Linked DNA regions of Sus scrofa: regions 2, 3 and 4 are each linked to region 1. A link is a contact called in public Hi-C data. All regions are on one chromosome and are shown on one strand. Each heading gives the region's core, a stretch centred on a gene start, on an enhancer-like site or on the middle of the called end of the contact. The rest is flanking DNA. Distances are from core to core; before and after follow the strand shown.

The links. Hi-C and Micro-C count contacts between places; a contact is called where the count stands out from the background.
Region 2: a contact with region 1 is called in a Hi-C map of liver, with 4 times the contacts expected there. The contact joins the promoter of TOP2A here to the promoter of PSMD3 in region 1. A contact is called at or near these places in 2 of 47 Hi-C or Micro-C datasets (heart right ventricle and liver) and 1 of 2 datasets of contacts at active chromatin or transcription factors (skeletal muscle).
Region 3: a Hi-C map of liver shows a contact between it and region 1, with 3 times the contacts expected there. The contact joins the promoter of STARD3 here to the promoter of PSMD3 in region 1. A contact is called at or near these places in 1 of 5 promoter capture datasets (liver), 2 of 47 Hi-C or Micro-C datasets (embryonic fibroblasts and liver) and 1 of 2 datasets of contacts at active chromatin or transcription factors (alveolar macrophages).
Region 4: a contact with region 1 is called in a Hi-C map of embryonic fibroblasts, with 1.8 times the contacts expected there. The contact joins the promoter of PGAP3 here to the promoter of PSMD3 in region 1. A contact is called at or near these places in 1 of 47 Hi-C or Micro-C datasets (embryonic fibroblasts) and 1 of 2 datasets of contacts at active chromatin or transcription factors (skeletal muscle).

What each region holds. Positions count from the first base shown.
Region 1 is chr12:22,359,060-22,361,918 of Sscrofa11.1, forward strand. PSMD3 (26S proteasome non-ATPase regulatory subunit 3) reads right to left here and starts at 1,491. Exons shown (of 12, transcript XM_003131496.5): 1 at 1,092-1,491. The coding sequence starts at 1,311.
Region 2 is chr12:21,999,794-22,002,652 of Sscrofa11.1, forward strand. It overlaps TOP2A (topoisomerase (DNA) II alpha), which reads left to right and starts at 1,507. Exons shown (of 35, transcript NM_213884.1): 1 at 1,507-1,663; 2 at 2,581-2,736. The coding sequence starts at 1,643.
Region 3 is chr12:22,679,259-22,682,117 of Sscrofa11.1, forward strand. STARD3 (StAR related lipid transfer domain containing 3) reads right to left here and starts at 1,427. Exons shown (of 15, transcript NM_001143725.1): 1 at 1,378-1,427. It overlaps PPP1R1B (protein phosphatase 1 regulatory subunit 1B), which reads right to left. Exons shown (of 6, transcript XM_021067047.1): 6 at 1,986-2,772. The coding sequence ends at 2,723.
Region 4 is chr12:22,628,919-22,631,777 of Sscrofa11.1, forward strand. It overlaps PGAP3 (post-GPI attachment to proteins factor 3), which reads left to right and starts at 1,501. Exons shown (of 7, transcript XM_013979725.2): 1 at 1,501-1,833. The coding sequence starts at 1,653.

The DNA.
Region 1 (2,859 bases), core at 241-2,740:
TGTTTTGTTTGGTTTTTCAGGGCCTCACCCATGGCATATGGAGGTTCCCAGGCTAGGGGTTGAATTGGAGCTGTAGGTGCCAGCCTATACAACAGCCACAGCATGCCAGATCCACTCTGTGTCTGCGACCTACACCCCAGCTCACGGCAACACTGGATCCTTAACCCACTGAGTGAGGCCAGGGGTCGAACCCGCAACCTCATGGTTCCTAGTCCGATTTGTTTCCTCTGAGCCACAACGGGAACTCCTACTTCAATGTTTTTGAGCGAGGTTCTTATGCAGTTAAGTACAGAGAAAATCAATAAATAGTCTGGTCCTATTTGATCCAGAACAGAAAAACAACATCAAGATCACAATGAGAAGCTCTCACTCTACCCACTCCGAATGTGGACAGGGAGCTCTGAGTAAGAAAAGCGAAATATGAACTTGGAGGAACGAGAGAATGATAGGAAACTGGCAACAGGTGCCGAGGAGAAAAGAAATGGGCTGGGGGTTGTTTAGGTGGAAGGCAAGTACGAGGAACTCAAACAAGGTGTGTAATATATTTAAACTTTAGAAACAGTAGGAGTTTGGGCTTAGAGGAGGAGAAACAGGGCAAAGGGGATCGCGCGGGCATCTCAATTACAGCAACTAGGAAGCAAGATGCTATGTAAAAAGAGCTCTTTTAGGGCAGTTTGCTAAAGGTAGTTAAGACAACAAACCATTCTTAAAACTCGGGGCCAGTATTCTGCGTCATCCTGACCTCCTTCGCACATGACTACACTGGTTTTTAGAGAGGTCAATCATACACTGGGGACGCCAGAATCAGTGTAAAAGGAGTAATAACGTCAGAGGAGAGAATTCAGAAAAGGGAGTCTACGGGCCCAATGACATCTAGTTCTGGACGCAACCCCAGGTTGCGGAGAGGTGTGTGCGAAGGGCCTGAGCCCGGAGAGAAGGCTCGGCTAGTGAGGCTGGGGTCGGAGTGTGAGGGAAGTAGGGGCGGGCACCTGGGGGTGATCTCAACGAACTAGGGGTGGTAGAGGCTGCGCTGGATCACCGCGGCGCTGTCACCCGTGGTCATGGCATGCCCACGGCCCGCGCTCTCGTACCCTCCAAGGTGACGGTGTCCAGCTCTCGCTGGGAGTGCTCAGCCGCCGCCGCTGCCGCCTTGCCATCGGTCTCCCCGGTTGATGCGCCACCGGCCGCTGCCTCTTCTTTCATCTCCACATCTTGAGGGGCTGGGGGCGGCGGTGGTTCCTGCTCCGCTCCGCCGGGCGGTGGCTTTGCCTTGTCCGTGCCACGGCGCCGCGCCGAGCCCTCCTGCTTCATGGCGCCCGGGGTCGCGGCCTAGTCCGGGGACCGAGGCCGGGGCCTCGGGTGAATCCTCGCACCGGAGACCAGGAACCGAGCCGGGCCTGCACACGAGCGCGGGCTCGCGTCGGGCCGCACGATGACGGAGCAGCTGCAAACCCCTTCCCGGCGCTGGGCCTTGTGGGAAATGCCAGGCCGAGTGGGCCAATTGCCGAGTCCACAAAGGGGAGAAAAATCAACAGCCGATGTGCGGATGGAGGCGGATCTTCGAGGAGGAGCGGGGAGGAGCCTGTAGGGGTTTGTCCGGCTTGTTTTGAACTGTTTCTGTGTGTTTTTTTCCTTTGTGTTCCTTTCCGGTGTATTTCTATGTATGTCCGCATGAGGTCCCCTCAGGCCCCCACTGGGTCACTGCGGACTCTAAGCACCCAACTTCGATGAAATGGGTAGGGTCTATCCAAGCGCAGAGCGTGATGACGCCACGAGTTGCCAGGCGAGTTTCATGCCTAAACTCGCTCAATTTGCAGTTCTCAACCGCCGCTTGATGCAACTGGCGCGAGAGAAGAAAAGAAGCTGCGAAGGGATGTTGAGCTAGGCTGTTGGGCTGAAAACTACACCGAATTGGAGACGAGGAAGAACCCCATGGGATTCAGACTTTCTTGTCCGATTTTAGCTAGTGCTGAAAATAAGGCATAAAATCTCTGCAGCCTGGGAGTGCGGATGCGGGGAGAGTGCATTTGCGTATAATCACTTATAATTTAGTAAAATTTAGGGGTCCACTCTATGTGAGGCTCAGGGCTAGCACATTTCAGGGGGCAGGGTGGTGGAAAAAACAAACAAACAAACAAACAAAAAAAAAACAGCTCCAGAAGTTCTCTTTGTGGCTCAGCAGTAACAAACCCGACTAATATACATGAAGATGCAGGTTCAATCCCTGGCCTCGCTCAGCGGCTTAGGAATCTGGCGTTGCCATAAACTGCGGTGTAGGTCGCAGACGTAGCTCGGGTCTGGCATGTTGCTGTGGCTGTGGTGTAGGCTGGCTGCTGCAGCTCGAATTCCAACCCTAGCCTGGGAACTTCCATATGCTGCAGGTGCAGCCCTAAAAAGCAAACAAAAACAAAAAACAAAAAAAAACCCCGCAAACCAACACTCCCCACCCCCCCGCGCGCCAGAAAAAAAACAACCCAGAAAAACAGCTCCAGAGCGTGGTCTGCTGGAAGCTCTGCTCTGGGCTGCCATGTATTGTGATGCTGGACACAAGAGGGTGGAAGATGATGATGGAGACTCTTCACTGTAGTGAAATGGGGAACAGAATAATAGTCTACCTAAGGTGGGCTTAAGAATCCCCCAGGGGAGGAGTTCTCGTCGTGGCGCAGTGGTTAACGAATCCGACTAGGAACCATGAGGTTGCGGGTTCCGTCCTTGCCCTTGCTCAGTGGGTTAACGATCCAGCATTGCCGTGAGCTGTGGTGTAGGTCGCAGACGCGGCTCGGATCCCGCGTTGCTGTGGCTCTGGCGTAGGCTAATGGCTACGGCTCCGATTCGACCCCTAGCCTGGGAACCTCCATA
Region 2 (2,859 bases), core at 257-2,756, 360 kb before region 1:
AACTGGTGTTCCTGATTTATTTGGGGGAGGGATTAAATCCACAAATTGTCCCGCCCACCTAAGGAAAATCCCTGCTTCCTGATTTGGATACTGCTAGCTTACTAAACACTTTATGTCTTATAATCCTCTCCCACCACTCTGAGGTAACACTGTTATTTTCATTCCCTTTTCTGAGCAGAGGAAAAGAAAGCACCTGCGAAATTGCCTCCATCAAGACAAGACTGGCAAATGGCCAAGTCAAGACTTGAAACTCAGGGAATATTGATTGGAAGGAGGTGGTTCAGATGGAATTTATAGTCATTCAAATTGCACAGTTTTTTTTCTAGCATCTGATAAGGGCAACGACTTTTTTTTTTCTGTCATTTTAACATTGTGGATTGAGGAGTCCAGAAGAAACACACTCAGGAGTTCCCTTTGTGGCTCAGCAGTTAACAAACCCAACTAGGATCCATGAGGACGAGGGTTCAATCCCTAGCCTGGCTCAGTGGGTTAAGGATCCAGCATTGCCCTGAGCTGTGGTGTAGGTCGCAGATATGGCTTGGATCCTGCGTTGCTGTGGCTATGGTGTAGGCCAGTGGCTACAACTCCGATTCGCCCCCTAGCCTGGAAAGCTCCATATGCTGCGGGTGCGGCACTAAAAAGCAAAAAAAGAAAAGAAACACACTCAAACATTTAGACGTCAGAGTAATAAACGCTTTGGTCTTTGGCATTTCGTCAAATCTGGACTGCAGGGCTCAGGGGAACACGGAGGAAAGCAAATTAACAAGTAGGAGTGCATCCTGGCGGCCACCTGAGGAAACAGCTGCAGTTCTAGAAAGGCCCCTAAACCATCCTCAGCCCCTGAGCTCTGACTATGCTATTCTCTTCGACCAGTCACAGCCCCACGCCGATCTCAAGGGGCCTTGAACGCTGCTCTCTTTTGTGTGGTCTCTCTTATGCCCTTCGATTATACGAAAACCCAAACCACAACTGTACCACATTTGTTTCCGCAAAAATAAATGGGGCGGGTGTGGGGTGGGGGAGACGGTTTGAGGCAGATGCCAGAGACGACTTGCTAAACTGAACCAAATCGCCAGGCTCAGTTTCCTCAAGAAACAGAGCTGGGACTCCCGTTTCTCTCGTTTAAAAAAAGGAAAAAGAAAAACGCCTCAGGATAGAGGGCGGTCTTTAGATTCCAGGGATCTCAAAGAAGTATAAATATCCCCTCTTTCCTCCCACCCTGGAACTCAGAAAACCCCTTTCCCCTCAAGAGCTACACACCGAGAACAAACCAGCCCTACTTATTGGCCAAATTCCCTGTCTGTCTCTCCGCTTTGACTCCAAGTGGTGCCTTTTGAAAAAGATCTTCTAGTTCCGCCTCCCTTGCCTAATTGGTTCATTCGAACCGGCCCCCGGCCATCTCAGCCGTTCATTGGTAAATATAAAAGACTAGCTCTGATTGGTTTATCGGGAAGGAAGCCGTCAGAGAGCGTCAGGGATTGGCTCTTCTGGTTTGGGCGGGCTGGCTGAAGGTTCAAACGGAGGGGCAGCTCTCTCCTAACCGACGATCGTCTGTGGAGAAGCGGCTAGCTTCCCGACCATCTCGAGGGTCCTGCCGGTTTAGTCGCTCGCAGAGTTGTCGAGCCCCTTCACGACCGTCACCATGGAGGTGTCGCCACTTCAGGTACAGCTCGTGGAAGGGGGCGCGTCGCGGATCCTCAGCGCGGCCTGGCATCAATCCTGCTGCCTGTGAGAGGGGGAGGTGCCTCGGCTGCGGTCCCGACGCCGCGGGCTCGGCGCCGGCGTTCCGCATGGGCCCGGGTCCCCTGGGCTCGGCGCGATCGCGAAGAGGCTGAGACCCCTTTGTGGTGCTAATAGTGAAGTAACATCAGCTAAACGGGTGTGGCGTTGTGTTTTCACTGTTTCTAGAGAACGCGAGTCAATTGGTCCTGGAGTCGGTGGTGGGATAATGGGCCGCGTGGGGCTTTATGCAGCGCGGACAGATGCTTTCCTCATCTACCCTCGGGCTGAAAATGGGATTGGACCTCCCTGACCTGGGGAGGCGCTGGACAAGGCACGGGGTTCCCACTCCGGAGCCCGAGTGCTCAAAATATGCCCCTCCTGTGTTCAAGACGTTAATGTGCCTAAAGGGTGGACTCCATGGTTCGGTCCCGGGTTTCGGCACCAAAAAAAAAAAAAAAAAAAAAGGTGGACTCCATAGCGTCCCAAACTGCTGCTGAAGGAGAATCTCTTACGTGCCTGGGACCCAGTAGACCCTCAGTCAATAGGTGCAGAGTAGATGAAAGAAGGGGGTGTGTTCTATGGATGGCATCTAAGATGTGAACGCATTTCCGTGTCAGATAGTTACGCTGGGCTAGAGAACATGCCCATTTAAGCTGACACCCAGGAACCTGGCTGCAGATAACTTAAACCACCACGTTTGTACACAAACGATGTCAACACCACCCACACCTCCTCAAAACGTGTGATTTGTCATGGTGTGTGTAAGCAGATCATTGTGGTAGGTGTTTTGTGAACAGTTTCTGATAAACCTGTGATTCAAAATCGCTTTTCTTCAATCTTTTTTTTTTTAATTGCCAGCCTGTAAATGAAAATATGCAAGTCAACAAAACAAAGAAAAATGAAGAGGCTAAGAAAAGATTGTCTATAGAAAGAATCTATCAAAAGAAAACACAGTTGGAACACATTTTGCTCCGCCCAGACACCTACATTGGCTCTGTGGAATCAGTGACCCAGGTAAAACCAAGCGAATTAGATGTAGTTACTAAGTAGTTGAGATATGTCCTTGTCCAGATTAACTGCCTATACTTCATATACTTTGTTACTGGAACTGTCCTAAGAGATCATACGTATTGTAGT
Region 3 (2,859 bases), core at 177-2,676, 320 kb after region 1:
CAGCCCAGCCAATAAGAGGAGAAGGGGCTCTCCAGGCAGCGGGGCTGGTGCGTGCAAAGGCACAGAGACACAAAGCAGCAAGGTGTGGGTAAGCATGTCCTGCAGTGCCCTGTCGGACCTTAGGATACACACAGGAAGACTGGCGGGGAAGGCGTCAGATCAGAGAGAGCTCTGTAAATTGTGCTAAAGATGCAGCCTTTCCCATAGGCAATGGGAAAGCATCCAAGGGTTTTCGACAAGGAAGTGATACTATGAATTGTGTTTTTCAAGGATGAGAAGAATTGCAGTTTGGAGACTGAGCTGCAGGCAGCCATGACTGGAAGTTGCTGGAAAGCCACTGTGGTCATCCTGGTGAGAAACACATCAACGAGAGTGGTCACAGAAGAGAGGGAGGCACAGGACTAGATGTGAAGCATGTTCAGGAAGTCAGCTGGACTAAGTCACCTCTTAGATATGGGAGTTGAGGGAGAAATATATGATAATTATTAGGTTTCTGGCTGAGATGGGGTGGCAGAGAAAGAAGGAATCTGCAGGGGAAAAGAGCAGTTCAAGTTTAGACAGAGTGAATTCCAGCTGAAGTGGAGCTGTCCAACTAGTAGCCTAAGGCCAACTGAGGCTCCAGGGAGAGGCTTCGGTGAAAAGGTAGATCTGGACACGACTGGGGTATGTAGGTGGTGTAAAGCTGAAACCATGAGAGTGGATGAGACCATCCAGATCCAGAGTTAAGAGGCTGGCTGAGCAAGAGAGATGAATGTGAAACCGTGCTTCTACAGTCAGAAGAGCAGGAGGAAAATAAGGGGATGCCGACGCGGTGGAAGCCAAAAAAGAGGGTGATGGGTACGTGTTCACTACTGCAATTGAGAATTTATGTCACTGGTGTTATGCTCCTCTAAGAACTCAAGAAAGATACGTTAAAGGGCCCTTATAATGTCAACTGGGAAGTCATTCACTGTCGTTTCCAAAGGAAGTTGAGGGAGACCGGATGACGGTGAGACATTGACCTCCAGGAACTTGGAAATATTTTCCTCCTCATTCTCAGATCCTGACCCCTCCCCAGATCCTGACCTTTAATACCCTGATACCTTCCCCTTGCTTCTTCCCTCACAGCAACGTGAGAGGCTTTGGAGGGCGATCCGGGACGCCTTTCCAAGGCTCTCTCGAGTAGGCGGGGCCGTAGAGGGTCAACGCAGACGACCCTCCAACCCCGCGCTGAGTGGAGCGAGGCCGAGCATAGGAAGGGGGCGGAACCTGGAGCGCGGAGGGTGTGGGAAGGGTCGGACCGAACCACGAACGGACACCGGCTAGGGAGCCAGGATCCATCGGCGAGACGTAGCCCTCGTACCACCACCCGGTCCCAGTGACCTCTCGCGGACCCACCTGCACCATGTCAGCCACGGCTCCGGCTCTTCCCAGCCCCAGCCGCAATCTGGCTCCGAAGCTTCGGCGGCGCCTCCGAGCGGAAGGGGATCTCCTCTCGGCGCCACTTCCGCCACTGAGTCCGCCCCCGGGAGCGAACCGGGAGGTACTAGGCCCGAGGCACCGCCCCCTCTCCCAACCCCGCCCCCAAGCCCTCAGGCCCCGCCCACAAGGGCGGGAAATGGGGGCTGCTGCTAAAGTTAGGCTTGAAAAGAGGAATTAGAAGCCCAGGGGTTTCGTGCTTATTGGGCCACAGAGGCCTAGCACTCTGGAGAAAAAAGGGGAGCTTCCTGAGGGGAGGCCTGCGGGCCTGGAGGACGAGGAATCCAGTTACTCTTGAAGCACCCCTCTTCTCTCCACCCCGCCCCCGCCCCCGCCCCACCTCTTTCCACCTCCCTAGCAGGATCTAGAATGTCTGTGGTCCTTCCTAAGAGGGCTTGGAACTTGGCTGCAGTCAAGGCTGCAAACTAGAGGACTGGACATTACGGTCAAGGACCTGACCCTTGGATGACTACCACATAGTGAACCTCCTCCTCCCTCTCCTTTTCCCTGAAAGAGAAGTCTCAGCACAGGTATTTACAAAGATTTATTACAGCAGGGGAGCGGTTCAGGCCTGGAGTCAGGGAAGAAGGGAAGAGGACAGAGCAGCTGGAGGACAAGGAGAGCCTAGATCCCCCACTGTTTGCCCCTCCTCCCAAGGACTTACACTAGGCGGCATTCCTGGCATCAAAGCACAAACAAAAGGCAACAAAGCAGCCTCTGCCAGTCCATCTTCCAGGCACCCAGGCTGGGGAGCAGGTGATAAGGGGAAGATTTCCAAAATGTGGAGGCTGTGGAAAGGATGCCTGAATCCTGGGCCCTGGTAGACGCCAGTGAGAAGGAATTCCCAGGGGATGGAGAAGGATCTGTGGGCACTTACAAGTTCTCAGTACCCTCTTTCCCCAGATCTTAGGGTCCTGCCCTGTGGGTTTCCTATGCCCAGGGGAGAGGGTCTGGGGAGTAGAATTGTGAAGGATGAACCTTTGTCCCCCATTTACTGAGTTTTCCAATGCAGACTCTCACACCCCAGCTCCCACCCAGTGAATGGGGGAATGACTGGCAGGGGTAGGCATCAGGCAGCAAGTGCCCAGGGACTCTGAGCATCAGCCAAAGGTGGGCAGATAAGCAAACACAGACCAGCCTTAGTCTTCTAGAAGCCGCAGCCCTAGCAATTGAGAAAGGTACAAAATAGGGTAGGGATGGGGTGGGTTTCTGAGGAACAGCAATGCCCTCTCCACTTCCATCTGGGAGATGCAGGGCTTGGTACCTATGTGCCAGGCTCAGGGTGGGCAGGGCGCTGTGGCTCTTCCCCTGGCTCTGCAAGGCAAGCAAAGGAACTTAGGGCTTGGCCACGCCTACCAAGATCACAACACCAACCCTCCCCAAGCCTCACCACTTAATGCG
Region 4 (2,859 bases), core at 251-2,750, 270 kb after region 1:
CAGAACATACAATATGAATGGTGCCTCCCGGAGATGTGCTTTGCCTACCTTGGTGCGAAGGGCCTAAGGCTCAGGAAACGTTTGCTGAACGGTGTGAATGAATAGAATCCAATTTTACTTTCGGTTCATTCCATCTCCCAAGATAAAAAGAAAAAGTTGGCCAGGGGTGGAGAGAGTGGACAGGAGGAAAGGCAGTCATTAATCTGCACCCACACTAATTATGCATCTAGCTATAAGGCGTCGGTGCTTCAATCAGACGGGTTGTGTGCTTGTGCTGGGGATAGAGTGGGGAGGAGGGGTGATACTAAAGCAAACGTCCTCCTATTCCCAAAGATCCTCCTCTTAATATTCCTTGAAATACTACACCTCCCTCTCCTACCTCAACGTCATCTGAATCACTCTGGTGATTTGACAGCCTTGGTTTGGCACACAAATTCTTACGCCGAATTACGTTATTCATTCACTTAAAAACAAACAAAAAAACCGCGTTCTTAGCGAGCGCCTACCCTGAGCCAAATTCTCTACTAGTACTGGTAGTAGAGTAGTAAAACAAGACAGCAGAGGTCCTCACTCTGCCAGGGAAAACAGACCACTGTATATCACCTTCCAGGTGTTATCACCCTCAGAAGTAGTCTTTATTTTGAGACTAGAAAAATCAGCAGGAGTGGGATTAAGAGTGATACAGACGGGGTAAAGCTAGGGAGCTTGAGAGACATGGCCCCTTGAAGTGGGTCAGAGGCAGAGTAGTGAGGGAGACCAGTAGGCAGGAGCCAGATCCTGCAGGGCTTGTGGAGTTACGATTTTATCCTGAGGTAAGTGAGAGCCTGGAAAGAATTTTAAGAAGGAAAAAGTGAAATGATCAAAATTGAATTTTTGAAATTGGAGCATGGGCTGGAGGGGGTTTAAGTAGAGGCAGGGAGATGTGTTAAAAAGCTACTACAGCTGCCTCGGTGACAGATGCTGATGACTTTATTTTTTTATTTTTATTTATTTTTTTATTTTTGTCTTTTTGCTATTTCTTGGGCCGCTCCCGCGGCATATGGAGGTTCCCAGGCTAGGGGTCGAATCGGAGCCGTAGCCACCGGCCTATGCTAGAGCCACAGCAACGCGGGATCCGAGCCGCGTCTGCAACCTACACCACAGCTCACGGGAACACCGGATCGTTAACCCACTGAGCAAGGGCAGGGATCGAACCCGCAACCTCATGGTTCCTAGTCGGATTCATTAACCACTGCGCCACGATGGGAACTCCCTGATGACTTTAAACAGGGTGGTGGTGACAGTGGAGAAGGAGAAAAGTGGACAGTTTCAGGTACATTAGGAAGTGGAAATCCGATAAGGCTGGGAACCGAAAAACAGCCCCAGTTCAAATTAAGAGACCCCGGAGAAAAAAGAACACGGATGTTGATAAAATACAACTTTATTTTGCTTCTTAACTCACCTGGCGTCTCCCTTCCCTAACCCTTTCGCACGTTTTATGCAGATAAGAATAAGACAGGAGGCGGGGCAGGCGCCCAGAAAAATCCGGGAACTTTTATTTAAACTAGGGTGGACGTCAGCGGAGAGTTTGCGAAAGAACACAAGGCACTTCCGGCTATCCCGGAAGTGAGAGAACTTAAGTTCCTCCGCCGGCGGAGGGCCAGGGTGAAGGGATGGCCTGGCGGACGGCGCGGCTGCTGCTGCTAGCCGGAGCAGCCGCACTAGCAAGCGGTTCACAGGGCGACCGAGAGCCGGTGTACCGTGACTGCTTGCTCCAGTGCGAGGAGCGGAACTGCTCCGGGGGCGCACTGAAGCACTTCCGCTCCCACCAGCCAATCTACATGAGTCTAGCAGGTAAGCCCCACCCCGCGGTAGACCCCGCCCATTTATCTTGGCCCCGCCCCTTCGCCCCCAGTTGCTACCCCTGCAGTGTGTGTTTTCGTTCCTCCCCTGAATCCATTATGAACATAAGATGAGTGGAAGCTCTGGTGATCCTCATCAGCCAGGAGCTTCATTTACTTTTTCTTACTTAGTCAAATGGGCATTTACCACCTCCTGGGTACAAATCCCTGGAATGACACTGAAATCAGACCAGGGTCCAGCCCTTAGGGACTTTGAGTCCCTACCTGGGACTTCAGCCTTCTCAAATACAAGGAAGAGGACAATTTATTTTTATTTATTTATTTATTTATTTATTTTTAGGGACGCACTTGCAGCATTTGGAAATTACCAGGCTAGGGTTGACTTGGAGCTGCAGCTGCCGGCCTATACCACAGCCACGGCAATGCCGGATCTGAACAGTGTTTGCAGTCTACATCACAGCTCATCACAGCAGGATTCTTAACACACTGAGCGAGGCAGGGATCTAACCCACGTCCTCATGGATACTAGTCTGGATGAGTAGTGAGCCAGGATGGTAATTCCTGCAGAGGACGATTTGAGCCCTAAGCGATTAAGCAGTAGGAGCATGTAGGGGAGGGAGGAATCATTTCTGGCTTTGAAAATGTGGGGGCAGTGATTGTTTTGGAACATTCTGTAAAGGAAGGGCTTCCAGATGGATACATTAAATTTAGATCTGTGGCCATAGTGGGCACTTATTCAGTTAATTTTCACAACAAACCTTTGAGGTCGATTCTCTTAACCTGATTTTTATAGATGGGAGACTCAGAGAGGTTTAGTGCCCCGCCCAAAGTCACACAGCTAGTAAGTGGTAAAGCAGAGTTTTCTGTTCTGGCTTGTTTGACTACAAGTGTGTTCTCTTTACTATCCGCTTTGCATGCCAGACAGAGGAAACAGAGAGTGGAGGCCCTGGGCAGATATGGGCACATCCAGCAGCTTGGTTTACTCAGGGAGCAAGGTGCATGAAAAGGAGCAGTGGGA